Linked DNA regions of Mus musculus: regions 1, 2 and 4 are each linked to region 3. Evidence: chromatin contacts called from public HiChIP or PLAC-seq data. All regions are on one chromosome and are shown on one strand. The core of a region is the stretch at or near the end of the contact, and the rest is flanking DNA. Distances in the headings are between cores, read along the strand shown.

Evidence for each region. HiChIP or PLAC-seq counts read pairs in DNA pulled down with a chosen protein or histone mark.
Region 1: a contact with region 3 is called in a FOXA1 HiChIP or PLAC-seq map of pancreatic cancer cells. The contact joins two enhancer-like sites. A contact is called at or near these places in 1 of 484 Hi-C or Micro-C datasets (uterus) and 2 of 115 datasets of contacts at active chromatin or transcription factors (fibro-adipogenic progenitors and pancreatic cancer cells).
Region 2: an HNF4G HiChIP or PLAC-seq map of pancreatic cancer cells shows a contact between it and region 3. The contact joins two enhancer-like sites. A contact is called at or near these places in 1 of 15 datasets of contacts at CTCF or cohesin (the NIH/3T3 cell line), 2 of 484 Hi-C or Micro-C datasets (adipose-derived mesenchymal stem cells and embryonic fibroblasts) and 3 of 115 datasets of contacts at active chromatin or transcription factors (astrocytes, pancreatic cancer cells and vascular smooth muscle cells).
Region 4: a contact with region 3 is called in a FOXA1 HiChIP or PLAC-seq map of pancreatic cancer cells. The contact joins two enhancer-like sites. A contact is called at or near these places in 1 of 15 datasets of contacts at CTCF or cohesin (large pre-B cells), 3 of 484 Hi-C or Micro-C datasets (beige adipocytes, embryonic fibroblasts and uterus) and 3 of 115 datasets of contacts at active chromatin or transcription factors (astrocytes, bone marrow-derived dendritic cells and pancreatic cancer cells).

What each region holds. Positions count from the first base shown.
Region 1 is chr2:117,636,225-117,639,140 of GRCm38.p6, reverse strand. No RefSeq gene overlaps it. Among named protein-coding and RNA genes, the nearest start is that of Gm32210, 67 kb to the left of the region's middle. Within about 2 kb of position 1,585, at least 7 of the 459 cell types and tissues checked have an H3K27ac peak or open chromatin away from gene starts, as enhancers often do. A contact at or near this core is called in pancreatic cancer cells, where this site is marked.
Region 2 is chr2:117,729,941-117,732,948 of GRCm38.p6, reverse strand. All of the region lies in intron 2 of Gm32210 (a long non-coding RNA gene), which reads right to left. Among named protein-coding and RNA genes, the nearest start is that of Gm32210, 26 kb to the right of the region's middle. Within about 2 kb of position 1,493, at least 38 of the 459 cell types and tissues checked have an H3K27ac peak or open chromatin away from gene starts, as enhancers often do. A contact at or near this core is called in pancreatic cancer cells, where this site is marked.
Region 3 is chr2:118,043,268-118,046,317 of GRCm38.p6, reverse strand. All of the region lies in intron 4 of Gm13986 (predicted gene 13986), which reads left to right. Among named protein-coding and RNA genes, the nearest start is that of Gm25308, 33 kb to the left of the region's middle. Within about 2 kb of position 1,442, at least 15 of the 459 cell types and tissues checked have an H3K27ac peak or open chromatin away from gene starts, as enhancers often do. A contact at or near this core is called in pancreatic cancer cells, where this site is marked.
Region 4 is chr2:117,779,437-117,782,470 of GRCm38.p6, reverse strand. No RefSeq gene overlaps it. Among named protein-coding and RNA genes, the nearest start is that of Gm13985, 32 kb to the left of the region's middle. Within about 2 kb of position 1,465, at least 36 of the 459 cell types and tissues checked have an H3K27ac peak or open chromatin away from gene starts, as enhancers often do. A contact at or near this core is called in pancreatic cancer cells, where this site is marked.

The DNA.
Region 1 (2,916 bases), core at 336-2,835, 410 kb after region 3:
AATTCAGCAATATATAAAATTCATAATGCAATGTAGTCTTACTTGTAATGCAATATAGTTTTCCACTTGGACATCGATCAGTGTGACCACGTGGTAACAGAATAAAGGCCAAAGAAAAGAATGAGAGAGAAACATGTGGCTCTTTTAACAGTTGTAGAAAGTGATTTAACAATATCAAGTCTCCATTCATGATGGATGGGGCCAGTGAATCAGAAGGAAGAATCTCTCAGCCTGCTCCAATGTCAAATAAAACCCTGGAGTCAAATGCTTGAGAGCCTTTGGGAGTGAAGCAGCCTGACACTATAATGTGTCTTTGTCCCATAGAATCCTTGGATCTATACAATCTGAAGACTGCACTATATCATAGATTAGAGAATTTGGGTAATAAAATATGTTAATATCTTCAAGAGAAACAAAAGAACAAAGATGAGAGGTGGTTTACAACACCTAATCACAAAATACCTTATTATAAAGTTACTCATTTCATGAATGCAAGGTACACACACACACACACACACACACACGTATATGTATATATTGAAAGCGAGAAAGAGACAGAGAGAGAGAGAGAAGATGAATTTATGAATGAATTTAAGAAAGTGAGGCAAAAATCTAGAAATAGAACTACACACATATAGTGACTATGTATTAAATAAAAAGCACCAAAATGATTCTTCAAATCAATCAGTATCAAAAGGGAAGTCTATTTGAGAGTGATTTTGACACCTTGATGTCTATGTTTCTATCATGAACTTCCACTTTTATTTCATAGAACAGTCAAGATAGATCATATGAATAGATAGATAGATCATAAGCATAGATATAAACACCAGACTTCTAGAAAAACACAAGAGTCAATCTCTGCCATTCTTGAAGTAGGCAAAGTATCCATAGCTTGGATAGAAAATCTGTTTATAAATGGGAAAAAAGATGAAATCCCTCAAAATTTAAAATATCTGTTAACAAAGCTCTATTTATTATTAAGAAAACTAGTTGTAAGCCAGGATCCGGGAGAACATATGTATAAGGCATGCCTCTGAAATGATCTCTACTAGGTAGTATAAAGAGTTACTATACCACTTTATACATATGTGTATTCTCCAATATATATTAATATCCAATATTATATAAATATATTTTCCAAACCTTTGGTGGGACAGTTCACAAAGAAAGATACCAGAGGTCCCTGAACCACAAGAAGAAGTTACTAAAATGATTATTAGGAAAATCAACTTAAAACTAAAATGTCACTTCATATACTAGAGGTCCAATCTCTGATAACAATGCTGAATCACTGCATGCCTCATCCGGCATCCGTGTGTAAAGTGTCACCCCCTGCACTGGAAAGCTGGACATGTGTGTAAACACAGAGATTCTATGAAACATCAGCTGCACCCTGAAAAGCAGTGACTGCCGATGTCCACTAAAATAGTTTTTACAAATTCTTGTATTCCTGTTATGCATTGTGCTAAAACTGGAAATCATCCAGGTGTCTATTGAGAAGGAAATGCACCGAGTGCACAGACTTGGGAATATTTATACAATGGAACAATAAATATTGACTCATGATGTGTGTAATACAAAGGACACATTTCAGAAGCATGTTGTGGCCAGATGGAGCCAGTCACAGGTGATGCTGCATAAGTCTGTGTATGTAAACCCTGCAGCAAATAAAATGTGCTGTTAGAAAACAGAGTGCTGGCCAGGATTATGGAGTTAAAACATGGTTTTACTAGAAAGGGGCATGAAGAATCTTGCTGGTATAGAAGTATTTCACATCTTGATTCATTTTAAGGGTTACTCAGATGTGTGTATTTATCAGAACTCTCCAAATACATGTGGATTTCACTACACAGGTGTTACATGTGAGTCAAAGGGAAAAACAATTTACATGAACGTGCACACATATGCACACACACACATACTCTTATTCTTCTTTCCCGTAATGCATTCGAGAAATACTATAAATATCTAGAAATCAGCACTTAGATCATATCTTACTCAAATAGTAACCATTTGCAAATGAACATTTGAAAGAATGACTTTCATCTGTGTGCATAGACCTATCTCTCTCTCTCTCTCTCTCTCTCTCTCTCTCTCTCTCTCTCTCTCTCTCTCTCTCTCTCCCTCTCTCTCCACATGTGTGCGTGCACACATGCACATGTGTATGAGACTGGTCTGGGACCAGAAGAGGGCATCAGATCCCCTGGAGCTGGAGTCACAGGCAGTTTCAAGGCACCTGACATGGAGCTGGGAAACAAACGTGGATTCTCTGTAAGACTTCGGTCTTAACTACTGAGCCTTATCTCCAGTCCCTGCACGCATATTTTAAAATAATGTATAAGAAGCTACTAATAGTATATGCTCCTCTGAAAGTCATGCTGATAAGAGTGAGGTGGTTTGATAGCAACCATTTAATTTACAAAGAAAAGAGCATCAAGCACTCTTAACATATTCCTTACAGTTCTGAGTACATTTTACACACATCTGAGACACACACAAACTTCTTTCATATTTTTAAATTTCCAAATCTTAGACAATTTTGAATTAAACTGCCTGGCAATGGGAAGAAACCCATTTATCTTTGTTGAATAAATTGTTGTTGTTGTTTTTTTTTAATTTCAATCTGTTGCAGTTTTCACAACTTTAGGAACTCATTAGCTTATTCAGAGTGTGCCAAAGGCTGGTCTAAAATTTTCACAGCATGGGCAAATGGTAAAATCAGCTCTCATCCATAGAGACCATTCTGCTGACCTTCTCAATAGCTGTGCAGAGAAAGATGGCACTTCACCTCCGAACGAATGCAGCCGAGCCAGGGAGATGAGCTCATTTGTCAAGGTTTGTTATCAATTAGCAAGTTTAGAATTGGGAGCCTTCCATAAAATTTTCTCTTTCTCCCTCTCTCCTCCCTCCTTT
Region 2 (3,008 bases), core at 244-2,743, 310 kb after region 3:
TTTTTTTTTCAAATAACTCCTGGACTTGCTCATCCTTTTGGTCCAGTGAGACTGACTCTAAGTTTAGGAAACTCTGAGATTGACTACACAGAAGTCTCGCATTGTAAAATCACAATAACTATCCCTGTTGGAGCTTCCCTATGATTCTATTCACAGACCTTTGAAAATTCTATGGTTAAATGATTTCTCTCAATAACAGTAATAGTATGCCAGTCCTGAACACTCTCCAGCATGTTCTGAATGTACTCATACAAAGGGATAGAGGACATTTAGCAGAGAGTCTCATGACTAAGGTCAAAGGTGGGACATGTACAAGAAGGAGACACTTGGTGGCCTGTGTTACTTATGCAGAGATCCTGTGGGACTCCAATCCTGGCAGTGTAAGTGCATTGATAGTCATCATAACCTCAGCCTTAGTATCCGAAATAGACAGAGGCTTACTTTCTTGGGCTGGAAGAACAATTATCTGCCAAGTGGGAGATATACTTGCTCCTCCTTAATGGGTCATCACAGCAAATGTTGAGTAGCAATGACCTCATTCTATACCACTGTGTCCAATGTTTGATGTTAGAAGGGCTATAAAAGCTTTTTTCTAGATAGTTAAGTTGGATTGAACGATAAACAGTATGAAAGTTTCTGGTCTTCAAAGGCAAACTTATTTAAGTGAAATCTAGGCAAATAGCAGATCAAGTTAAGAGAAAATCATTTCTACTCGGTGAAGAGGTTATTTTTGTGGTGGCAGCCCCAGCAGAATCATTCACAGCACTCAGAAGTCATTATTGGAGCTCGCTTTTGGCAAGCCTGAAGCATTATGTGATCCAGAGAAATACTTTCTAATTATTAAAAACATGATATTGAAGGAACAAATGTTGTTGGCACCCACCAAGTGTATAATTGATTCAAAAGTCCAGTCCCAAAATAATTGTAACAAAACCATGTCTGTGAAACCTTCGCTGAGAATATGTGAGTGAGTGGGTACCACATTTTCTGCCCTTTAGTAGGATTTGGGAGTTAGATTACATGCTTTGTCTTTGGAACTAAAATGAAGAGCTGTTGCCCCAGGGAGACTGTAACTGAGGCCATGTGAAATAACTAAGACATTAAAATGGCAGACAAGCACTTGCTAGATTCATAAAATGTTTATTACATTGGCCTGTTGAATTCTCCTGACTGGAGAAAATGCTATCTCTCTTTAGAGAGATAGAAAATGAAATGGGCTGTGTGAAGTGAGGTGGAGGGGAGAAGAAAAAAGGAGAGGAAATGGCCAAAGCCAAGCAGAGCAGCTGTAATAGAGGAGGGTCAGGTAGGGATACAGAATGGCCTTGAATATGTGGATGGATGGATATATGGATGGAGGCACTGTTTTAAGCCACTCTGTTGTTAGACTGAAAGCAGTGAATTTGGAGAAGTAGCCAGACTGCTGTGCTTAGGGTCACACAACTGTTAGTATACTTCAGAGTTTGAGTTCCCAGGGTGTTGCCCAGTCATTCCTGTGGTTTGTCTCAACATGACAAGCGTTCTTGAGAAAGTTGTGGTCACAGTAGTTAGCCACTTGAATGACAAGACTGAAATAAGTGTCCATCTATTAAGGAGGGTATGTATTTTCAGAGCTTAAACAAGCCGCTAGATGGAGGATGCCTGGTGCTCAGAGTCATGGTACACAAATGTACTATTCAAGTTGGAATTGTGGAGCCTTGCTCTATTCTTTACCTTCTATTTGTCTCCTGATAGGACCAAAGACCTATTCAGTGCCTCTGGATTTCTTCCTGGACTTCCCCTGAAGCTTATCCAGGGGCAAGGGCAGAGTACTGCATATTCTGGCTCCTGGTCTTGCAATTTCAGTTTCTATGATGACCTTAGGATTTTTCTTCTTCTCCACTTCTTTGCAGATCATTCAATTCAGCTCACTTCCTTAGGACAAGTCATTGCTTGCTGACTGACTATGCATGTGCCTGGCCCTAGGATACAAAGATATCTGAAGTCTAATAAATCTCCAGTTCACTCTTCACCACATGAATATCTTCTTCAGAGTCTGAAAGTACCTGTCATTCAATAGCTGTGTGATGCTGAGGTTACTTCAGCCTTTTGTGCCTCACATCCTTCATCTGATGACTGAGATGAGGTTTACAGTAGTTAGTACATATGAGAGTATAGTGTAGATCCTATTTATAGTAAGCATCCAATAAGTATTACATATTTCTATTACTGTATTTAGCTTACTGCCTTCTAAGAAGGGCATATCTTCTATTAGATATTTTCCTTATTTCCAGTCTTCCATTTTATTCCCTACATGCATGTTTTCTTTCTTGTAAGTTCTGTCTGGTATCATAAAAGCTCAGTTGTAAAATTTTTACTCAGCTATAAGAAAGAATAAGATTTATGCTGTTTTCAGGCAAATGAATGGAACTGTAGATCATTGTGTTAAATGAAATAAGCCACACTCGGAATAATATAATATGCTTTTTCTATGATGTCATCCTAGATAAGAAAAGGGGCATGAAATTAAGCAAGATAGAAGGAAGACAGGGGTTAAAATAGCAGGTGACAAATATGATCAAAGTATGTTACATACATATATGAAAGTGCCTCTTATTCACTCTGATCCTGTGGGGAATTATTACAATGCTAAGGCTCATTTGCTGTTTGTCTCTAATAGTTTTATATTTTCAGGCAAGTGCTATATAAACTTTATGCATATGTATTAGATATTATAATGAGCGCTTTTAGAATGTCTGGGCTTATGTTACAATACTTTGGAGGGGTAGACTAGGATCAGATGTTTAAAGCCATTTTCAGCTACATAGTGAGTTTTCTGGCCTATATGAGAACATGTCCCCAAAACGAGTAAAAAACAAAACAAAATTCCACTATTATTTATTACAGGAAGAAATTGTTGAACTGGTTCATTCAGTAAGGGGCAGGATTGTGGCTCACCAAGGTTCAGCTATGCTAAATTAGATTCCCTGTTGATTCTTATATAAATTGAAAAGCAGGTTATGACAAGCCAT
Region 3 (3,050 bases), core at 193-2,692:
TTGTCTTGATTTTGCTAGTTATGCTGAAGTAACTTCCAACTCTCAGCCAGCAGAAACTGTAACCAGATTCTAGACTGTGTTAGTTACTTTACTGTTGTGGTGATAAAACACCAATCCAAGGCAACTTATGAAACCAAGAGTTTATTTTGGCTATAGTTTAAAGGGGTTAACATAAATGATGATGGGAGAAACGTATCAGCAAGCAGCAGGCAGCAGGCAGTAGAAAGGAGGCAGGATCAGAAAGCTAAGCACTCACATCTCCAAGCAGGAAGCCAGAGCACTGAGAATGGGAAGATGCTTTGAAACCTCAAACACAACACCAGTGATATATTTCCTCCAGCAAGACCACCCCTTCCAGACCTCCCCAAATAGCACTACCAACTAGGGAACAAATGCTCAAAACACAGGAGCCTGTGGGGGACATTCTTATTCAGTTAGTAAAATGCTCCTTTTAAACTTCTGTTCCCTTAATTTCCACCTCTTTATATCCTGCCTCAGTATCTTCCTTCTTAAATTAATTCAGTGCTCACTAACTCAATACTTCCTGGAGTGCTCTTGGGTGAATTATAAGGCCTGGGCCCAGAAAAGAGGGAGAATGACAGGGCATTTTCTAGTTCAGGTCAAAAGTGAGCCATGATTATTTTCTCTGTCTGTCTTCATGGAGTACTGATCTTTCCTCTTGGAGGTAGGTGTAGGGAGTCTTCATGGATGTGTGTGAAATAATCTCAGACAACTCTTTGGCTGTCCATCTATATCACAGTGACTAAGAGGTTCCCAAGGACTAGATTAGAGAAGAACCCTCAGGTGTTGCTGGTTCCAGGTTTGAAAGTGTTGAATGATGAATTAGCCATCTTTCCAAGGGCAGCAGGCTGGGTTCATGTGGATAGGTCTTGTCATAGAGAGCATGATAGAGCATTCTGTTTTCTGTGTGAGTCTTTGATAATTTTCAAAGTCAAGATTTCCCATGCACCTCAGACAGGAGGTTAGTCCTTGAGTACTCAATGTGTGCTGGTTTTATTTCATCACACAGGGAGTCATTCTTGCTAAAAGTTATAACTACGCTTTGCTGGAAGCTGCTGTTGTTACTTTTCTTTGTTGGACACAGCCAACAATCCAGAGAGTCTATAGATTCTATGGTACAGAATAAGAGTAGTGATCTCGATACTGATCAGGGGTGGTGGGTAGACTAATGATACCCGTCTATGCAAAGTTAAAGGCACTCTGTCTGGTCACCATGATTTGGTAATGTCAGGGTGAATGTTGTGCTCCATCCCCATGGGAGTGAGTGTTCTATTGTGGTGACTAGAAGGGAGACAGAACAAAGAAAATATGGGTCCCTGTGAGTTTGCATCTTTTTGATGCAAGGAAAATGTCTAATGGAAGCAATACCGGATCAACTGTTAGGAAATGTTTTTGTCCTGTGTCTGTTATTGACTTACTGAATGAGTCATCCAGTCTCCTGTGCTTGAGAGCTTCTGTCTGCCACAAAAGGAGAATGGGGGTGTAATCTTTCTCTGTGAACTGAATACAGGAAGTGTTATTCCAGGGTTTTCCATGGTAAAGATTAGAGATACAATTAAAGAAGGGGTCCACATCAGTCCAGCCAGTGGGAGCATCACTTACTGGAAGTCTAAATAGCCTTGAAGCTGGGTATGGTACCACACACTTGTAATCACAGTACCTGGGAGGGAGGTACAAGAAGGAGAATCTGCAGTTCAAGGTCAGCTTCTGCTGGACAACAAGAGATCCTGTCTCAAAAAAAAATCTTGATTGGTGGAGTGGGATTGATGCTTCATTTGCTGGGTTGTCATGAAGCTAATGTGTCATGTATGAATTGACCAGCGTAGTACCTGGTCATATACCTGATGTTTGCATATGTTACATGTATGTGTACATAATATGTGTATAAATGTATATACTTGTATGTGTGCATATATGTGTATGTATCTATATGTACATTTATATATAATATAAATAATATATGTGTATTATGCCTCTCTGTGTGTGTATGAAGCTTCTTTTTCTACTTCTTTCATCTGTCCTCCCCAGTGAACCCAGTTTGAAGCTGTATGTAGGTAGTTGTCAGTTTCATGACTACAGACTTTGATATTGACTTGACCTCTTTGATTGGCAAACAGCCAAAGCATGGAGGAACACCCAGGGCTCAGTAGAAAGCTCTGATACCCAGACCTGCTTGAAGCTGACATGTTCAAATGAACTGTGTCCCCCAGTGGGATTCTTGTGTCTTCCTGTATCAACCACTGCTGCAGATTGTTAGGCTATCTTGGATTCCTGTTGGATCCCTGTGAGGATGTCTCTGGAATCAAAGGAAAAACTCTGGGTTGGTTCTAATGAGTAGCTTCACATTCCAGGGCCTAGATGGTGTCTGCACATGGCTTGCACTTAACTGGCTTTCACTGTTTACAGGTTAAAGCCCCAATTTCGTTTCTATGAAGATTCCAGCCTCCTGTTCCTCAACTCCTGTCAGCTTCATCTTCACATCCAGTACTCCAGCCTGACTAGACTAAGCAGAGCTCATCCATCAGACCCCCATGCAGAGGGCCAGAATGCTCTGCTGCCTCACATCCTACTACCTCCAAACGTCCCTGACTCCACCATACCCTGGGTCTCAGGTGTACGAGCTCCTAGAGGCCAGAGACATTGTCTGAAGAAACAGTCTGTGTCCCTTCTGATTGTCCTTTCAGAATCAAATGTCATTAACACAAACTAGTGCCTTATTATAATTTCCACTCTTGGCTCTTTTCTTTCCGAGACCAGAAAACTCTCTGCATAAAGAAGTTGTAGTGTATAGATAGGAATTGTGTCACATGTTTCCGTATTTAATTTCTCCTGGTGTTAATTTCCAATTTTACTTGTATTTTGGCATATTTTTTCATCAGTATTTCCCAAGATATGGATACTCGCATCTATGAACATGCACACACGAATACATGCAGCATGTGTTCACTTGAGGACTGACTTGTAGGTTACCTTAGGCAACGTCATCTCCTCATCTCCTTTAATTAGGAAAATTCAAAGGTGTTTTTGAA
Region 4 (3,034 bases), core at 216-2,715, 260 kb after region 3:
TAGGGAAATATAGGTACCAAGGATGCTGGTGACTCTGTTCTGTGAAGTTTTGGAAATTTTAGGATAGGTAGTCTTTCTGGAGGGAATGGATCATAGTGGGTGGGCCTTGAGGCCTGTGGTCCAGCACTGCTTCCTGTCATTTCTCCCTACATCCTGGTCCTCGGAGATGTGGACAAGAAACCCGACTCTCCTGACACTGTGCTTTCTCCCAACATGATGAACTGTATTCTCAAACCAGAAGCCCCAAAGAGTGATATTTTATTTTTGATATCAAATATTTTGTCACAGCAATGAGGAGAGTAACTAATATTTTTCTTTTATAGTACTACCATTTTATATAGGTATCTGTTGGGTTTAAAGCTTTTGGATTATTATTGTCATGTGATGGAGCAATTCACTGTTGTATGAATTTGACAGGAGACAGAGCACAGCTTCTCTTATGGAAAACTGAAGGGACCAGATGCAACATAGACCCAACCCTATATATAGTTCTCAGATAAACTGGCTTTGGCAATTGTTTGACTCCATATTAGAAACAAGTAAAGTTGTCACCCTGAGATATCAATGCTGACCACGTTAGTACCAGCAGCCATGGCAGGGCCAGAGAGCTAGTCACACTATTCCTACGGGATTGGCATTGCTGACCCTCCTGCCCAGCCTCCTTGTCATTTATGAACCCAATTCCATGTCTTTCTGATCGAGGGGAAATCCATCATGATGCCGATGAATGATAATGATAACGATGATGACAATAGCTAACAACTAGTGAATGTCTAATGTAAACCAGGTACAGCTGTAGTTAGTTCAGGAATAGCCGATCCGATCCTTTAATCATTACAAGTGATGTCTGCTCTCTTAGCCCTAGTTCCTCAAATGAGAGGCAGAGAAAAAAGTGGTATACAATCAGTACCACTGGCTCTTTGTCTAGTTAATGAGAAAGACAGAAGGAAGGCTCCAGAGTCTGGCTCCAGAGCCAGCCTTCTTATTAAGAATGGATTCTGTTCCTAGTTACCGAATCTGTCCATACATTTGCTTTTGCAATCCATTTTTCCCTTTGAGTCAGAGAGCATGTGAAAGTTAAAGATTGGGTATAAATCACTTTCTGTGCTCGGGACAATAAGATGGCAATTGAGACTCAGAGCACCCAGGGAGGCAGCAGAGAAGGTACTTCAGTTAGCAGGTCCCCTCTCCTATCTATGCTCACCTGCTGCCAGGGGTGGGGCTCTCAGCTTCAGCCCCACTCAGTAAGCACTGTCCTGCCCCAGGACACGGTAAACCCCAGGCTTGCAGGTGCCAAGACAGTCATGAAAGCTCCCATTGTACAACATCCGTGCAAAGGATTCGTGTTGAGGTTTTTGTGGGGACAAGGGAATGCTGAAAGCCAACTGACACACAACGGGGCCAGAGTGAAACTGTGTAGTTTCGATTCCCTAAGAGTCAGGGAGCACATTTGTTCAGGGCACCCTCAGCAGCCAGGAGAGCAATAAAGCATCCGCATTCCATGTAAAGAAAGCTCTGTGCACAGAGCTAGCAAAGTGGCCGCTCCTCAAGGTGACTCTGTCCTTCCTGGGGGACTTCCAGATGGTGAGGTGCCAAGCTGCAGAAGAAGCTGAATGAAGCTGAAATGAGGATGACAGAAGCTCATCAGAAGATTGAAAAGGCAGGCATTAGAGTCTGGGGATAGTCTATTACTTCCAGGACACCCACACCAGGACATGATTAGCATAGTCACTATGAAACGTGGTCTAAAGCCACACAATCCAGGTTGGGGAGGCAAATCGATCCTGCTCACCAGTGCTGATGACTCTGCTAAGTCCCCTGAACTTCAGCCCAGAGGCAAAAAAAAAAAAAAAAAAAAAAAAAAAAAAAAAAAAGCAGGTTTGAACTTTCGCTTCCTAAGAGGAAGGGTGGATGTGAGAGAGTCCCAAGGCACCATCCCAAGACCATGGCTGTCACCCAGTCCTGCTCCTGACCTGTGTCCTATCATTCTCATGCGTGTGGTGCTCTCTGCTGGCAGCTGCAATCGTGGTCCTTCTGCCACCCTGCTCAGAGATCTTACTCTGAGTCATGGGTGGTAGGAAGCAGCTCAGAGGAGATTTGATCTCCAGCCAGTATCCAGAACCTTCCAATTGCAGCAGAACTTCCTTGGCTCCTTTTAGGATCAATTGCCCTCCTATAAAGTCTCAGTCATAATCAAGAACAACCCTTCCCTCATCACCTTGGCAGTGGCTCAGTCTTCTGCATGCCTCATTTTTGTTTGTTTGTTTGTTTGTTTATGTTTTGTTTTTCAGTGGTGGTTGGTACCAAGGGCAACAGTGTCACTGGGTTAAGACTAGGAAATGACTTGATGAGCCTCTCCCTCACAATTCCCACTAGCGAACATCCCATTCTCGATATGCCTTAAAAGTATGTGAAAACAGTGAGCTGGCCATGGCAAATGCACCTTACAGCCAGATCCACCACACAGCCAGATCCACCACACAGCCAGATCCACCACACAGCCAGATCCACCTTACACACAGCCAGATCCACCTTACACACAGCCAGATCTACCTTACCGCCAGATCCACCACACAGCCAGATCCACCTTACACACAGCCAGATCCACCACGCAGCCAGATCCACCTTACACACAGCCAGATCCACCTTACACACAGCCAGATCTACCTTACCGCCAGATCCACCACACAGCCAGATCCACCTTACACACAGCCAGATCTACCTTACCGCCAGATCCACCACACAGCCAGATCCACCTTACACACAGCCAGATCTATCTTACCGCCAGATCCACCACACAGCCTAGTTCAGAATTCAATCCAGTTTCAGAAGACCAGAACCTGAATCACCCTCAAACTTCACTGCTCTCATGTCTGTTGAGTACATGCTGACCCCAGACTGGCTGTTGCCCTGAGATCTCTAGCTGCACACTGAGAAATGATAGAAAAATGACAGAAAATCATCATCAATTTTTTTTCTTTCAAAAAAAGAGAAAGGATTTCATTGGAAAGGCCAAATGAAAATATACTCAGAG